Regions from separate parts of the Mus musculus genome. Here region 1 is linked to region 2. Evidence: chromatin contacts called from public HiChIP or PLAC-seq data. All regions are on one chromosome and are shown on one strand. Each heading gives the region's core, a stretch centred on a gene start, on an enhancer-like site or on the middle of the called end of the contact. The rest is flanking DNA. Distances are from core to core; before and after follow the strand shown. Region 1 overlaps Mbtps1 (membrane-bound transcription factor peptidase, site 1). Region 2 holds the start of Mlycd (malonyl-CoA decarboxylase).

Evidence for each region. HiChIP or PLAC-seq counts read pairs in DNA pulled down with a chosen protein or histone mark.
Region 1: a contact with region 2 is called in an H3K4me3 HiChIP or PLAC-seq map of embryonic stem cells, with 15 read pairs. The contact joins the enhancer-like site here to the promoter of Mlycd in region 2. A contact is called at or near these places in 9 of 39 promoter capture datasets (the 3T3-L1 cell line, the C10 cell line, embryonic stem cells and 4 more), 9 of 484 Hi-C or Micro-C datasets (the C2C12 cell line, LSK cells, cerebellar granule neurons and 6 more), 6 of 115 datasets of contacts at active chromatin or transcription factors (embryonic stem cells, epiblast stem cells and kidney) and 3 of 9 other capture datasets (adipose tissue, liver and pancreatic islet).

The regions. Positions count from the first base shown.
Region 1 is chr8:119,513,205-119,518,309 of GRCm38.p6, forward strand. It overlaps Mbtps1 (membrane-bound transcription factor peptidase, site 1), which reads right to left. Exons shown (of 23, transcript NM_001167910.1): 19 at 4,935-5,075; 20 at 2,374-2,505; 21 at 670-796. Among named protein-coding and RNA genes, the nearest start is that of Slc38a8, 14 kb to the left of the region's middle. Within about 2 kb of position 2,032, at least 22 of the 459 cell types and tissues checked have an H3K27ac peak or open chromatin away from gene starts, as enhancers often do. A contact at or near this core is called in embryonic stem cells, epiblast stem cells and stem cell-derived epiblast-like cells, where this site is marked.
Region 2 is chr8:119,391,933-119,397,184 of GRCm38.p6, forward strand. Mlycd (malonyl-CoA decarboxylase) reads left to right here and starts at 2,962. Exons shown (of 5, transcript NM_019966.3): 1 at 2,962-3,538. The coding sequence starts at 3,014.

The sequences.
Region 1 (5,105 bases), core at 782-3,281, 120 kb after region 2:
GATGAAGATATAGAACTCTTAGCTCCCCCAGCACCATGCCTGCCTAGATGCTGCCATGCTCCCACCTTGATGATAATGGACTGAAATCTGAATGTGTGAGCCAGCCATAATTAAATGTTGTCCTTATAAGACTTGCCATGGTCATGGTGTCTATTCACAGCAGTAAAACTGTAACTAAGACAGCAGATGAACAACATGTCAGGTGAGAGAGCCAAAGCCACACGGGGCACACATGAGTGCAGCACCTGTGCACAAAGGCCACAGTCTACATAACATGCACTTCTGGCTGGACTGTCACAGCAGAAGCCATACCTCTTAGGAGCAGCTCCAGCCCTGGGTGCAGAAGGAGAGCACCACCTGCATTCCATACACAACACCTTGGACAGGAAGCACAGCTATACATGGCAGCTTTCAAATCCTGGACAGCAGCCAGAGCTCGGCTCCTGCTCAAGTGACAGCACTTGGCTGGACACCACCTTTCTTTCCAAGTCACTCTACCGTAGGACACTACCAAAATATGCTTCCAAAGATCAATATAATTGTCAGAAAAGGAGAACTAGACCGCATTATTTAATAATCACATCAGCAGAACTGCACTGTCTCCTATAAACAAGGAATGAGTCACGGCCCTGGGGAACAGTGAGGACAGCACTGCACACACACACTTACCTGGGTGCCGTCTCATTCAAAGGCTGTGGCTTGGCCCATGACAAATGTGGACAGGCTGGCAGGGGCCGAGGTTTCGGGTCTCCCAAGTGGGCTTCAAGAACTTTGGAGTACCGATGGAGGTGGTTTCCTGAGGTCAGCAGCAGTAAGAAAAGGGCAGTGACCACCATTGTAGAATACAGAAGAAAAGGTGGCTCTAAGTGACTGTGTGTTTCTGGTGACAGTTCACTGTGTTGTCATGCTACACCCCACATGCTTCAGGACCACACTCGACAGGGTGCCTGGTTTCCTTCCCCACAGCATACTGTCCTGGAAGCACCTGCCTCTGCCTCCCAAGGGCTGGGCTTACAGACGTGCACACCACTGTCCAGCGATGCTTACATTTCTCTAATCTTGCTATCCACACTACAGCCTCCACACATGGCACACATGGGATGGGTGCCGCAGCCCTGAGAAACTTTTAAACATTAGATTCAAATATGTTATTAAATTTAATTTTATCTTTTCTATTTTCTTTTAAAGGTTTATTTTATGTATGTGAGTACAGAAGAGGGCATCAGATCCCATTACAGATGGTTGTAAGCCACCATGTGGTTGCTGGGAATTGAACTCAGAACCTCTGGAAGGGCAGGCAGTGCTCTAACCACTGAACCATCTCTCCAGCCCTTACCTTTTCTACTTTGTGTGGTATGTGTCCATACATGTTCGTGTGTCTGTGTGTGTGTGTAGGTCAGAGATCGATGCTGGAGGTCATCCTCACTCTGAATTATTCTCATGGGATCTGGAACTCACAGCTGACTGGCTGGCCAGTGTCCTAGCTCACGCAGAGCTGGGGTTACAGCCGTGCTCTGCTGCAGCCAGTGTTTATGAGGCTGCTGAGAGGATCTGAGGGAAGTTCTTACACTTTCCACCCCCCAGCCCTCCTTACATTGATGTAGGCACTGAGATTCCTTTCTTCAGTTTTGGCTTCCTTTTATTTTGAGATGGGGTCTCACTGTAACAGGCCAGTCTGGCTTCCATGTAGTCTCTTCCCTTGGCCACCACAGTGTCAGAACATAGGCATACAGCAGCACGCTGGCTGCTGCTCTAACACTCTAACTGGCATCTGTGGCCGACATCCTGATTCTGCAGACAGTGCTGCCAGGGAGGAACATGAGCCCAACCCACCCGGCCCCTCACATGGCCCAAGTGACCTGAGCTAACTGTTTAACTCCTGTTCCTGTTTCTTTATCTGCACACAAAAATGAATACTATCTCTTTTTACAGGCTTACTGAGAGGCATTTGTGAGCTAACCCTTACAATGTACCCAGCCAAGTGCCTGTGCCCAGAGAGTACCAGAAGATACTGTGCCTTAGGGGTGGGATGACTTGGTAGATAAGAGTGCTGCTGTCTTGCAGAGAACAGGAGTTCAGGCCCAGGACCTATGTTAGACAGCCTACAACCCCTGCAAGCTCCAGCTCTATGGGGGCTCTCTCCAGGCACTTGCATACATATGTATAGATCCCCACACACAAACACATTTTAAAAGATGCTGGACTCCATGAGCGTACCCACACACAGGCCACAGTCTCTGTGCACCTGGGAAGAGGAGATGAGCCGTCAGCAACCACTGGGAAGGGTTCAAAGCCCTCCCTAAAGGGCAGGTCCCCGGCTGGCAGTACTTAAGTGGCTCAAGTCTCTGCTGAGGCACCAGAAGAGACACTCACCTTCCATCCTTTCAGGAGGGGCCAAGCCGGCTCCGCTAGGTGGGCGCTGCCGGTTCCCTGAATGGCTGAGGCTGGGAGGGGTCACGCCATAGGATGTGTACTGAAGGAGCGCATCCAGAAGCCAAAAGCAGTCTGCAAAGTTGACAGGCACACTACTTAGGAACTGTTTTTTTTTCCCCAAGGGTTTCCCCAGGGTTTCTCTGTATAGCCCCGGCTGTCCTGGAACTCACTCTGTAGACCTTGTCCTTAACTCAGAAATCCCATCTGCAGCTGCCTCCCAAGTGCAGGGATTAAAGGCTTGCGCCACCACACCCAGCAGGAACTGATTTTTAAAAGAGAACACTGAAGTGGGTTGCCCTGATGCTGTTTGTATTCTGATGTTAATTCTGCTTCCTCAAGAGGGGCGGTCCCCTCCCCCATGCCCTTAAGCAGTAGACCATGTGCTCAGGTGACAGCATGTGAACCTTTTGCCCATTTTAACTGGTCAAATAAAGGCTAGAGGCTGTGATTGGGCAGTGGAAGGAAAAGGTGGGATGGAAGGAAAAGAAGGGATCAAGGTCTTTGAGAGTTGGGGCAGGTAGGAGGAGGAGGAGGAGAAAGGATGGAAGAGGAAGTGAAGACAGAACAGAACGAAGTCAGGAGGAACCCCCCCCCCCCCAGGAAACTGAAGAGGAGGCTCAGAAGTGAGCCGCTTAGGTCACTGTGGTGCTGACAGCCCTCCAGGCTCTCCTACTCCTGAGAAGAGTGTTTTCTCTACAGGCAGGGCTCTAGCCTCCCAGACAATCTGTTCCAGCACCCAGGGACTGGAGGCGGGCTTTATCTATGTCCCAGGGTCCTGGGCAGCTCAGCACCAATGTGACTGCATTAGACCAGCTCATGAGCAAAGACAGAATGATGTTCACTTAGGGATGGCAAAACCATGTGATACCCATTGAAAAAAGAATGGCCTCCACACAAGGAGCGCCGAGGACATGAGCTGCCACCAATGACCCGAAGCTATCAAGGGAACAGGAAATAGGTCTGAACTAGACATGGGGAGTCCAGGATCAGAGGGGAAAGTGCATTATCTGAGTCAGTGGTCCTCACCAGGACGGTCAGCTCTTCTCTGCATGTCAGAGTCCAGGTCCGAGAATACAAGCAGCTGTCACTCAGAGCTACCCAAAGCTTCTGTCCCACGGAAGCTGCAGATGCTCTAGTCCCAGACCTGGTCTCTGTCTGTCTATCCCCCCCCCCCCCCATTTACCCAGCCCAATCCCATTAGCACCCATCTGGAGGACAGCAGCTCCGTGAGAGGGGAAGGTTGCTAAGTGCTCTGCTCAGGAAAAGCATGCACTTCTGGCCAAGGGCCAAAAGCCCCAAGGACCCAAATCGCTGCCATCTGAAATGTACAGGCGTGGACAGTCCCTTTAGACACTTAAAACTTTAATAAAGACTCTTACCAGGAGAGCTCAGATCTTAAAGAGAATTTCTGTGGCAATAAAACATTAATCTCCTATCTGCTGTGACTTTAAACCTTACTTTTTAAAACCAATCACATTCTCAGGATTTATGTAAGCTACTGAAATTCTGTCAACATCAACTTGAAATCGGGGAAAGGAGCAACATCCAGCACATGTCCACACCGGTGACCCCGTCCCCAGCACTCTGCAGGGTCCACACCGGTGACCCCTGTCCCCAGCACTCTGCAGTGTCCAAGACAGAGACCTGCAGCATTTCCACTGTCCCCTCCCTGAAGTAAGAAAATGGAAGTCCAGACACAAGCATATGAGCTGCATACCTGGAGAGCACAAGAGACAGCTGCAGTGGGGGCACAACAGAGAACTCATTCTGACCTCTTTAAGCTCTGTCTTTGAGACAATGACAGAGGCCCCTCACTGACAAAAGCTCTTAGCACCCAACTTAGGGGAGAGCACTATGAGGGCCTCTAAGACATATGGCTTGAAGAGGGGCCAGACCAGAGAAGACACACATATAGGTCACACAACCTAGCAAGAAGCCTGAAAAAGGCAGGAGCTGGGCCAATTGGGTTAAAGGAATTTTTTTTTAAAGATTTATTATTTTATTTATATGAGTACACTGTAGCTCTCTTCAGACACACCAGAAGAGGGCATCAGATCTCATTACGGATGGTTGTGAGCCACCATGTGGTTGCTGGGAATTGAACACAGGACCTCTGGAAGAGCAGTCGGTGCTCTTAACCACTGAGCCATCTCTCCAGCCCAGGACTTTGTACTAAGCAAGTGACAGTGCCTCATGCCTGTCACAGTCAGTTGGGAAAATAGAGATGGGATTCTAAGGTCTGTAGAGGTTTGTGTATCCTGAGTGTTAACCTTCAGGTATATGCAGAAATATTCCAGCAATCACAGTACCTGTTTATTCTCCAGCTTCTGGCCAGTATCATTCCAGGGACAACGGAAAGAGGGCTGTGTACACAAATCTTCAAGCTCATGAACGTCTTATTCTGGTCATGCTGGGGATTGAACTCAGGGCCTCGCATGTCTGAGGCAAACTGCTGTGCCACTGAGCTACAGTCGCAGTCCTCCTATGTGTTCTTTTCTTACCCTTCTGTCTGTGACTGTCATCCAAGCAGTTGGAGTCTCCATACAGCACGATCCGGCCTCCACCTTCAGATGGAATCTGATAAAGCCCCAAAATGGGAACATTTTCCACAACTGCTGTCTCTTGTTTTAAGACCTCCAATCCTGCAGTAAACAATGAGAAGAGCACTGAGT
Region 2 (5,252 bases), core at 1,712-4,211:
ACCAGAAGAGGGCATCAGATCCCATTACAGATGGTTGTGAGTCACCATGTGGTTGCTGGGATTAGAACTCAGGACCTTCGGAAGAGCAGTCAGTGCTCTTAACTGCTGAGCCATCTCTCCAGCCCCCTAAGGTCTTTTTAAAAACTGATAGTCGGGCTGGTGAGATGGCTCAGTGGGTAAGAGCACCCGACTGCTCTTCCGAAGGTCCAGAGTTCAAATCCCAGCAACCACATGGTGGCTCACAACCATCTGTAACAAGATCTGACGCCCTCTTCTGGAGTGTCTGAGGACAGCTACAGTGTACTTACATATAATAAATAAATAAATCTTAAAAAAAAAAAAAAGTTGTTTTAAAAAAAAAACTGATAGTCAAATTCTCTCTTGTCGCGCCCACCGCGGCCGGCAAGGAAGACACAACACTGTCGGATTCTTCTCAACAGCCTTTATTGCAGGAACTCCTCGATGCTGCTACGGGGACCCCGGGAGCCCAGGGAGGTCTGCTTATATACTCTCAGCCCCCAACCACTCATGGCAGGCCATGCCACCTCACCAGGCACGCAACTTCAGCCAATCAGGGTGGCAGGGGCATGTTTCCACCAAATATGGACTTTTTTCCACTGCCAGCATCATGGTGCACCTGTGCAGCTCTCACGATGGTCGTGGCTTATTTTCAGGTGTATGAGGAAGTCAGGTGCAAGTCATAAGACTTAGCTGCAGTCCCCGGGTGCCATCTTGGGACTGCTGCCACACCCGCTCCTCACACTTTCTGCTTTGGAGGCATCAAAATGCAAAGGAAGGGAGAGAGAGAGAGAGAGAGACAGACAGACAGACAGACAGACAGACTGGATGGGCTGGAGAGAGAGAGAGAACTTGGAAGCTAGCTCTGTGTGTTAGACTAGAGTGCCCGGCTGCTGAACAAGTGAACAGCGTGTATGCATAAAGGAACGTGGGGGGGGGGGACACACTCAGCAGGAAGAGTGGAGAGTAGGCTCGAGGGAGCACGCCTGAGTGTGTAAAAAGTGCTGTGTGGATCCTAGTGAGGTGTGACAGGAGCCACAGAAGCAGTGGGCCAGATAGAGGCTGAAATCGGTGACATTTGGATACTGCAGTGGAGGGCAGGGCAGGAGAGTTTTGGGGGTATTTTTGTTTTTCCGAGACAGGGTTTCTCTGTGTAGTCCCAGCTGTCCTGGAACCCACTCTGTAGACCAGGCTGGCCTGAACTCAGAAATCCACCTGCCTCTGCCTCCCAAGTGCTGGGATTAAAGGTGTGCGCCATCACACCCGGCTGGCAGGAGAGTTATAAGTCATGTGTTTGAGCTAGAAGAATAGACCTGGTGGCTTGCATTGTTCATGGTCCATAACCAGTGTCTGCTCTCGCATGATAGGCTGTTCCTGGATATCCTACCCACTATGGCAAACTCTTCCAAAAGGGCAGGTCCCAGCATCCACGGGCAGGCCTGAGGTGCTGTGGTACTAAAGACAGAGGCAGATGAAGAATGGAAGGGTACAGTTTATTGGAGAACTTACTCAAATGTATAGTCTTGGTAGACAGCAAAGCCAAACTGGATCCTACCACATGGGTCAGAAAGAGAGTCACAGACTCGAGTTAGGATAAAGTGACTTTCCCCCTAGCTGGAAGGCACGTGGTCCATCTTAAGTTCTTATCAAAGAGCCAGGTACAGGTTGGAGCCTGGATCCGGTTGTAAGGTCCCAGACGTCATTCTTGGGATTTGGTCTATCGATAGTTTGAAGAGAAACCATGCACCAAAAAATGAACTGTGGTTTCTCTAGGACAGTCACAACAGTCTGGATCCAAGATGACTGTCATCATATCAAGCTGAATCCATACAGAGCCTACTCTACCAGTCTGATTCCTTTTTGCAGTTATTTTAATGTGACTCCCTCCCTCAGATGGTAAACTGAAGGAGAATGAGCAGGGCTATTTCAAATGCAAGCCTAGGGTGGGCCTGGAACTCACCAAACAATTGAAAATCATTTCACTGAAAGAATGAATGAATGAATGAATGAATGAGGCCCAGCAAGGAAGCTGGTAGGGAAGAGATTCTTCCTATACCCATTTCCGGCATGACCAGACGGAAGCTCTAGGATGCAGCAGGAGGCATGGGCTGGGTCTCCAGCAGTTCTGTCTGGGTGGGATTCTTGACATGAGCCAGAGAGTACCTAGGGAGGGTCTGTTGGGAGAGACCCTGTTCTACTGTCCGCGGGTCGGGACAGGGTCAAAATGTCAAGTCAGAGAATTACTCTGAGAATTACATGCTTGGTGTGTACATGTGCATATACATTTCCTTGTACACACGTGTGGGGGTGCACGTATGTACATGTGTGGTTCTGGAAGCCAGAAGACACCTCGAGTGATGGCGCTACCCGCATACTTTTTGTTTGGTTGGTTTGGAGATAGGGTCTCTGGCTGACCTAGACTTACCTTGTTATCTGGACTGGCTGGCTCTTGTCCACCTCCCTGAGCTAGGACTACAAGCGTTTTCCCATGGGTTCTGGATATGAACTCAAGTTCTCAATCACTTTATCAAATGAGCCATCCCCATTCCTAGGAGACCTAGTCCAGCATGCAACCTTAAATTTCTCAGCTCCTCACCTACGCTAGATCCGAACCCTAGCACAGGAGGCTGCGTGCATAGCACGGTCCCGGGAAGAGCTGAGATGTCAAGCTCTCAGATCAAGAGAAGCGCGTGCGTAGTGGGGAAAGGGACTGAGGCGGTGACTCTCAGAACAGGTGTAAGGATGCAAGCCAAGAGGGCGAGTCAGGTGCCCCGGGGCTACCGGGTTCCGGGGACCTTTGGCTGCACTTGGCCTCCGGCCTGAGAAAGCCACCTCGCCCCTCCCCCGCCGTTCTACCCCCCGATTGGCCAATGTCTCCGTCCGCCGTCCGGCCTCGGCCAATGGGGCCGGCGAGAAACCGGAAGCCGGAGCCGGAAGCGAGGCAGAGGCCCGCTCTCCAGTGGCGTCTCCCGCTAGCAGCTGTCGCGGAGCTGTCATGCGAGGCCTCGGGCCAGGCTTGAGGGCTCGGCGCCTGCTCCCACTGCGGTCCCCGCCGCGGCCTCCGGGGCCCCGGGGACGTCGGCTGTGCGGCGGGCTCGCGGCCAGCGCCATGGACGAGCTGCTGCGGCGAGCCGTGCCCCCGACGCCGGCCTACGAGCTGCGCGAGAAGACGCCGGCGCCCGCCGAGGGCCAGTGCGCCGACTTCGTGAGCTTCTACGGCGGCCTGGCCGAGGCGTCCCAGCGCGCCGAGCTGCTCGGCCGCCTGGCTCAGGGCTTCGGCGTGGACCACGGCCAGGTGGCCGAGCAGAGCGCCGGGGTGCTGCAGCTGCGCCAGCAGGCGCGCGAGGCGGCCGTGCTGCTGCAGGCGGAGGACCGGTTGCGCTACGCGCTCGTGCCGCGGTATCGCGGCCTCTTCCATCACATCAGCAAGCTGGACGGCGGCGTGCGCTTCTTGGTGCAGCTGCGGGCCGATCTGCTGGAGGCGCAGGCCCTCAAGCTGGTGGAGGGGCCGCACGTCCGGGTAAGGCCCCGCCCGGGCCACCGCGACCCCGGGGCCGCCGCCCCCCGCCACCGCCCCGGGGCCCTGCCCACTTCCCACTCCCCACTCCCCAGACCCTTACCCATGCCCCTGCAGCCACCTCGCCGGCCTCAGATACCACGGTGCTTACTGCGTGGTTCGTAGCACTATCCTCGGGGGTCACTGTCGGGTGTGACACCCATTGCGCTTACTCCAAAATAGCTCTAGTTTTAACTGCGCTGTTCTTGAACAAGGATGGAACACGGCTTTGGGCAAAGTTTGGGCACCTCCCACGAACGTCCATCACCCTAACAGGTTACACGAAATGCACAAACATGGCCAAAAGTCAAGGTCACCACCGCCTGGGTCTCTAAAGCCTCCAGTCCTCTTTCTGCAATCTGACTTTGGACAAGAGATTTGATTCCAAACCCCCAGCCCCAGACGCAGTGATCCTAAGTTGACTTTTTAGTACCTGTGCTAGTCAGCAGCTTACCCAGCGATATCATGTAGCGTACAGATAACGGAGGTGTATATAGCTGAGACCCAAAGGATTGTCTAGCATAGCTGCCAGCCATTAATATTCAATAAAGAGGAGCATTGACCCTGAGTTCATACACAATGATATCACCATTTCAGAAGTCCCCAGTGTTCAAAGCCTCATCTGCTTTTTTCCTGACCTGCTTGAAACAGGCATGGCCATTTTTACTTCCATTCTGTCCTTTCGGTTGACACCTATCTCCTTTAGAGTGAAGGACATGACACGCTGAGGTGATGAGCTGTCCAAGACTTCAGATATACATCCCCTGATCCAGGCTCCTTTGCACTGCTATGTGCAGGTTTACAGACTTCTCATTTTGATTGCTTAACCCTTGGTGTAGTTAAGGGATTAATATGAGTCAGGGTCTCTCACTGAGACTTGAGACTCACCAGTTAGATTAGGTAAACTGCTCAGTAAGCCCCAGAAATATTCCTGTCCCATCTTCCCAATGCCAGCAAACAAAGTGTGTCACTAAATATAGTGGCCTTTCTTTTAAAGATTATATATACCAGTGTTCTGCTTGCCTGTATACAGATGCATGCAGTGCCTACCTAGGCCAGAAAAGTGTATCATATCCTCTGGAACTGGAATTACAGCCGGTTGAAAGCTGCCCTGTGGATGCTGGGACCCAAACCCAGTTCCTCTGCAAGACCAGTCAGTGCTCTTACTTTGAACAGTATCTCTGGCAACCTCCCACCCCACCCCCACCACTTTTAAATCACTAGTACCAGGGATCAAATTCAGGAAAGCTCCTAATTGACTGAGTTATTTCTTCAGCCCTGCACAGTCTCTTTTACAAGACAGACCATGTTTACAGCAGTTTTAGGATCACAGCAAACTGAAGTATAAGGTACAGACTACGCCCTACCCACAAGTCTCCTCTGCCTTATACAGGCACAGGCTCCCCATTATCAGCACAGCACACCCAGCAGGTGTCACTGTAGGTGTCCTGTGAGTTTAGTGTGCAGGTACCTGTGTTGACAAGGCCACTCAGGTGAGGACAGAAATACCAGTTTTGCTCACAAGGCTTTAAAGCTGACTGTGTAGTCCCTTAGGACCTTGTTTGTTTGAGACAGGGTTTCTCTATGTAGTCCTGGCTATCCTGGAACTTACTCTGTAAGCCAGGCAGGCCTCAAGCGGAGAGATCTTCCTGCCTCTGCCTCCTGAGTGCTGCATTAA